Linked DNA regions of Hordeum vulgare: region 1 is linked to region 2. Evidence: chromatin contacts called from public Hi-C data. All regions are on one chromosome and are shown on one strand. Each heading gives the region's core, a stretch centred on a gene start, on an enhancer-like site or on the middle of the called end of the contact. The rest is flanking DNA. Distances are from core to core; before and after follow the strand shown.

The links. Hi-C and Micro-C count contacts between places; a contact is called where the count stands out from the background.
Region 1: a Hi-C map of seedling shows a contact between it and region 2, with 2.5 times the contacts expected there. The contact joins the enhancer-like site here to the promoter of LOC123402168 in region 2. A contact is called at or near these places in 2 of 6 Hi-C or Micro-C datasets (leaf and seedling).

What each region holds. Positions count from the first base shown.
Region 1 is chr6H:162,073,096-162,076,367 of MorexV3_pseudomolecules_assembly, forward strand. No RefSeq gene overlaps it. Among protein-coding and RNA genes, the nearest start is that of LOC123404753, 130 kb to the left of the region's middle. Within about 2 kb of position 1,441, at least 3 of the 3 cell types and tissues checked have open chromatin away from gene starts, as enhancers often do. A contact at or near this core is called in leaf and seedling, where this site is marked.
Region 2 is chr6H:161,751,000-161,754,324 of MorexV3_pseudomolecules_assembly, forward strand. LOC123402168 (alpha/beta hydrolase domain-containing protein 17C-like) reads left to right here and starts at 1,830. Exons shown (of 6, transcript XM_045096046.1): 1 at 1,830-2,331. The coding sequence starts at 1,970.

The sequences.
Region 1 (3,272 bases), core at 191-2,690, 320 kb after region 2:
GACTCTGTTAATGCTGGTAGTATTTGGTCAATATGTGAGTTTGTTTCATATGTGTAGAATTCTATGCTTTGGTAATGTTTCTTCTCTGTGGAGATTAAACAAAAAAAAGATATGTGCCTAATTTGGTAACTGCTGCCTCCTTATGGAGCATATGAAGATTGAGGAATGAATTCTGTTTTCAGGGGCGCATATGGAGAGGCATGGGTTGCGGCCTTGTCAAGCTAAAAGGGATTTTTGCAGCATTGGATGGTTCTGTGCGACACTGCACAAGCGGACACATTGAGGCGATTCATCCTTCTGCTGGACAAGCACCGGGGGGAGCTCAAGCGGATAGCATGGATCTGAGCATCTGATTATTTTCCTTGGTCGGTGTAATAATAAGAATTAAGATTGTTGCTGATGTTTGCCCATACTGCTTGGATTCTCTTTCTTTTTTCTTGTCATTTGGCGGTCGTTTCAGCCCCTCCTTTCAAACATTTCCTGAGTGTTGTGTCCGGGTTGGATGCTTTTTGGTTTAGTTATTGGTGATCGCTGATCTGTAACTTGGTTATTTGGCTGCTTCATTTTAATGAAATGAGGTAGAGGGTCACCTTTAAAAAAAAACTTGGCAATCCGGAGGCCACGGCGGGAATCCAGTATCACAAGGGAGTTGTATTCCGGTCTGGATTAAGCACCCGTGACATGCTGACGCTTGAGCCTTGAGGTGCATTCTCTCACATTTTGTTTCGTTGACGCAGTTGAGTATATTTTTGAGCTCGTACTTTCAGTTTGGAAGTCTTTCTCGACGTGCTCCTAACTGGCGGTCTTACTCGACGTGACACTTAGACGTTGACACGTCGCTAGTCGTATGGGTCGTGTCCTTTATGGGGCTGGCACAGGCGACCTGTCCTCGTATTAGGCGGTGACCGGTGAGGCTAGGTAGGCGTGGTTAGGTTAGTTAGTTATGCTTGATGAGGACCTGTGATGCTCAACTAGCCCGGGGCTCATCATCGATAGGACATCGAGGACAGGGTATCAAATCACGGAGAAACTGACAAACAAACTAATAATGCTATAGTACTAAGTTTGTTGTGGCTTTCAACGGTGACCATAAGCGCTATAGCTCGACACGGGCGTCGGTGCCATGTTGGTCAGAGACCGCGAATTTGAGCTCCTGGACATTAGAGAAACGAACTCGTGATCCTCGGCTGCAACCACGAGCATCAAATCCCCGGTTTCCATACACCCCCTCAACATCGAGCACCAAAGCAACGGGTACATCCCGGGCAAACCCTGGGTCCTGCTGAATCCTGAAGCGTGTTGCCCCGAGCACCCATGCTCCCGGTCCAGTCTGGACAGAAGCCAACCTCTCCGCAACTACACCTTAACGAATCATGACGCTATTATTCACCCGCTCTGCACTGCTTCTGTTTGGACCGTTGCATGCACGATGCATCATGCATTTCAGACGTGTCTGCTCCTCCGCCCTGGTGCAACGCCGCTGTCCGCGCATGAATCCATCCAACCAACCACTCGCCGCCAAAACTTGAACCCCGAGAACAATTATCGGCAGCTGAGCACCCCCACCCACCCACCAAAAACCTACCCGTAGTTGGAACTTGGATGGACCATCAGCAGGCAGCAGTAGGCTCGTTCCTTCCTTCCTTCCTTCCCAGGTTCGTTTCGTCCGTTGATTCAGATGGCTGTTTCTGTACACCTCTAAACCGGGCACTGTTCAGTCCGATTCGGAAAACAACCGAGGTCGAGCTGATGAGGCGAGGTGAATCCAAGACGGGCGCCGAGACCGGCCAGGTGGTGACCGGGGCCACATGCACGAGACGCGGCAGAATGATGCGTTGTTCGCTTGCGAGGGCATGCCCCAGTGATCAAACCACGCCACGCTGTTTGTGTGTGTGCGTGCGCGCGCCATCATTGGGGTGTTCTGATCTGAGCCATGGTGCCGCTGATCATGCACTGTTTGGTGCCCTGTGCTACCTGCTCGAGTTCTACACAAACGCATGGTCATCTGATCTTTGCCCGATCCAAGACCCAAGCCAGATCCAAGGGGATTTGTTTTTTAAGCGTTTTGCACGCTCTCATTAAACTGCAAAAAAGCATCTTAATTTAAGTTACAAAGATTGTAATCGTACTACTGTAGACTTGATACAAATGCTCACATTTTCTGTACTTATTTCAGGTATTCTGATGATTTGTGCCGAGTGGTAGGAGACGTTCCCGTTGACTCTAATGTATCGATGATGATTTCATCAATTTTAAAATATTATGTCGGTTCAGTCTTTATAAAATGCATATAGGAGTAGCGTGTCCGCGTTTATAGAAATGAATGTATATGTTTGTACTTGTCGACATTGTGTATCGTGTTTGGAAACAACAGTGACACAAAAATGAAAACGAGGGATGCCTGAAAAGGAAAATCATGTTTTTATTCAATGTGTTTTTGTTTCTTGGATGGAAAGTGGCCGGCTATACATACATTAATAAAAAAAATCACAACACGTGCATAAGATCAAAGAGTATCCACAAGTTAAACATATATCCATAAATTTAAAAAAAAATGTTTACGAATCGGATCATTTGTTTTATTCCTACCAGTTGCTGGTTATATGATGTTGTCATGTCATATATAGTTAAGTTTATAGCCGTGAAGTACAATAGTTGGATATAAATATGTACTCTACTTTGTTGGTACATGACCGACCTCACACTCACACAGAGTTTGTAGAAGCAAGTGTGCAACTTACTGTTAATTAGTAGTCCGCTTCTCTTCTATATCCTCTTCTTTCTCCTTAACTTAACAAAAGTATAATATTTAAAGTCTTACAACTCGTCTACATCACTTTATTGTATTTGCTCTCATAGTCTTTGACATTGATGTTTCTAAGAACACACACGAGTTCTACGTGCCTATATATTAAGATACGGAGCACGAAACATTTACAGGTTTTGGCTTGATCCGGGACGTCGACATGAAGAATGTGGAGCTGGAAGGCACGTGAGCAAGCACGCCGGTGCTATGATGTAGGAGCATCTACCAGTGCTTTGCCAAGGGCAATTTAATGGCTTCAAGACCAAGTTGTGCGCACACTTCACGAGAGGATACTCCATTTATGACGACGGTTGCCGCTTCGCTCACAACAAGAGCGAGCTTCGCAAGCCGGCTCCAGCTGCTCGAGATCCATGTGGTTGGTAGCAGCCCAACGACGAACGAAGGGAGGCGACATTGGGATGGTGGAAAGGAACTCCAATGCACGGAGATGGAACTGCTAGCGGCC
Region 2 (3,325 bases), core at 580-3,079:
CACGTAGCCTTTTTTGTTTTGCTTTGCTTGTTCCGCTCAATTTCTCATCATGGTGGAATTAACAATGGACGGGTTGATTTCTCAACAAAATAGGACAGGACTGACTACATTAGTTAGTTAGCTTATTATTTTAATAAATCAAAATGATTATAAAAAGATTAAAAGTGTGTAGTATTTTTTTCTTCCGTTGCAACGCACGGACCATTTTGCTAGTAAAACCAAAGAAAATCGAAGGTGGCCAAGTCAACACTCGAGGAGCTCATTCAAAAAGAAGAAAAAAGAAAAAGAAAAAGTCAGCACTCGAGACTTTGACGCTGAGGTTTTTTACTAGGTACACTTACGGCGGGCCCGCGCTCAGGCACGGCCCGCTGGTCAGAGGAAGGGTGGGAATCCAGTTAACGGTGGGCTAGGCGATTAGCCCTGAGCGAAAGATAAGCATATATCTCCTCCTCTCGCCGGAAATAATGGCGTCCCCACCACCGGCCACGGGCCATGGCCCGGAGCTGCCTTCCCATCCTATCCAGCGCATCTCCTCCAAGGTTGTTGCTGGATCGGCCCCTCGACCTTTCCATAATTACGTGATCGATCAGCGTCGGGCTCCTCATTTTTTTCTTCTTTTTTTCTTTTCCTTTGTGGAAGAAAAGATAGATGTCTGGCCTTCTTATGGTTCATGAGAGCAACGGTGGTTGATACGGATGCATGTGAACCTTGATCTTTATATCATCATTATGGCTGGTACCAGGAAGAAGAGACGCGCTCACCTACGAACCAAAATAAAAGCAGTTCAATAGTACTTTCCTTGTCTCAAAATAATCGCCACATGTCAAACTAGCTTAAGGACCAGTTTTTTTTTGGATGTCTTACAAAAATTAGCTGCCATTTTTCAGCTTAAAAAATTTAAACAGCTCTTAAAATTTGTTGATGCTTCTAAATTAGTTATCTCATAACTAGTTCAGAAGCCCCAACAAATAAGAAAGACAGCTTATGAAAAAAGCCGAGGAGGATGCAACTTTTTCTTTATGCCATCAAAAAAACCGTCGGAAGTTGCTTAAGTTGGACTAACTATATGTGAAAAGAATGTGTTAAGACCTTCGAACCCAAATACACATATCATGAAAATATATTTATATATATAACCTGATTAATTTGATGTTCTTTATGTTAAAGTATTTTTAATAGACCTGATCAAACTAGTACATCATTTAATGTTTTATGATATTGTATGATACTACCTGCATAACACATAGTATCATATCTTGTTATCAGAGTGACCTCATTTGTTATTGTGCATGCTATACTATTATTATATCATTTAATAAGTATGATATTATAGTATAACATCATGATGCTCGATTTTTTAGGGGGAGCAAAAATGTCTAACTAACATGCATAATACTTACCTATTATACTCACATTCTAACCAATCTAAGCAATTTTGACGAGATATCAACTAAAGCACATATGATTGAGTATCTTATCATGACACTGTATCATAAAGATGCATGTTAAAAATTAAGATCATTTATAAGGTACTACTAATTTATGATACTATCCATTTCAAAAGGTCTAATTAGTGTGTGCCTATTAAATTACTACGCCGTACTGACTTCTTATTTTATAACCAACGGTGAAAAAATATAATGGTAAATATAATCCTAATAGCAATTTCAGTTTTGCAACACTCTTTTTTTTAGCAAGGATTTGTTGGGAATCAGTTGCAGTAACTCTCAGCAACCACCACACCACAGTTAGTCTACTCAACCCAGACCGGTAATCCCTGCCGTGCAAAACCGCAAGAGCTTAACCACCCAGCCCACAAATCCCTCCACACTCCTCCCCTCTTTCCCTTCCAGCGCAACGGAAACGCGCTCCTCCTCTACTACCCATCGTCGTCCCCCTCCTCTCTCGCCGTCTCCTCCCTCGCCCTCACCCGAGCCGCAGCCCTAGCCAGCCAGGCCTCCCCGCGGGGATGGGCGGCGTCACCTCGACGGTCGCGGCCCGCTTCGCCTTCTTCCCGCCCACCCCGCCGTCCTACGGCATCGAGCCCCTGCCGCCGCCCGATGCCGCCGGGGCGGCGGCGGCGGCGGGGCCGGGGGAGGCGAAAGGGAAGGAGGGCAGCGTCGTGGTGGAGCTCACGGGGGTGCCGCGGAGGGCCAACGTGGAGGCGCGGCGGCTGAGGACCAAGCGGGGCACGGATGTGGTCGCCATGTACGCGCGCCAGACCGGCGCCAAGCTCACGCTGCTCTACTCGCACGGCAACGCCGCCGACCTGGGCCAGATGTACGAGCTCTTCGTCGAGCTCAGCGCGCACCTCAACGTCAACCTCATGGGGTACGCACGCACGCACCCACGCACGCAAGCTGGATCGGGTTGGGTTAGACTTTAGATTCGGGCAACAGTCCTGGATCTCCCAGGCCGCGTTTCTCTGGGGATCAAAGCCACACTTTTTAGCGGGCTTTGGGGAAAGGAAGAGGTATTCCTCGGTGGAAATGTTCGGATTGCGGGTCAGTAGGAGGATGGTCGCATCTTGGATTGGACGAAAAATGCCAACTTCTCTTCTGGTATTGCGTGATTGGGTTAAGGCTTTGGTGTTGGATTTGCTAACGCTAGTCTAAATTAAACCAATTACAGTACTAATCTGCGTGTGGCTTGTTGGGTTGGATGGAAGTGTTCATTCTCATGTGTGCTAGTGCCTGGTTTCATGGAAGCATATGATGTGGTATTTGTCACTGATACGTCTGCTAATGGTGTCAAATCATTTTGTTCCTCCTCAAATTCTTACTTATGATTAGAATAAACTGCTACCGAATTGTGAGTTATTTTGTGGTTTTTGTAGATTGTTGGGAATGCCTGCTTTAAGTGGTTGCTAGAAGTATCTGGAATTTGTTCAGGCTTGGGTAGGAAGAAGGATATTTGGATTAAATGTGCCTGTCTGTGATTGGATAATCCATGATTCATGTGATTTACTGGAGGTGACCGAAGACTTAGTTCCTATTTTTGGCCAGAAATTGATGTATTTGTTCAGATTAGGTGTTACATACTAGATACTACCACTCTTAGAACATTTCACTAATAGAGTCTAGTGAGGAAAAAACAGGAAATCAATTCTTAATGAAGCTTTCCATGACATTATTATGCAGGCACACGTGTCTTGTCCACAGCTCTCTTAAAAAGCGTAAATGCCAAAATAATCGATCTATGTTGTTATCTTCCTACCGTAACACCCGTAACTGCTTTACAAGTATATCCATTTTTTGGGTTCAATTTCTTCTTTTGTTGGAGTTTTAGCCCGTTGCTTCCTATGCATTGGATGGAAAATATTAAG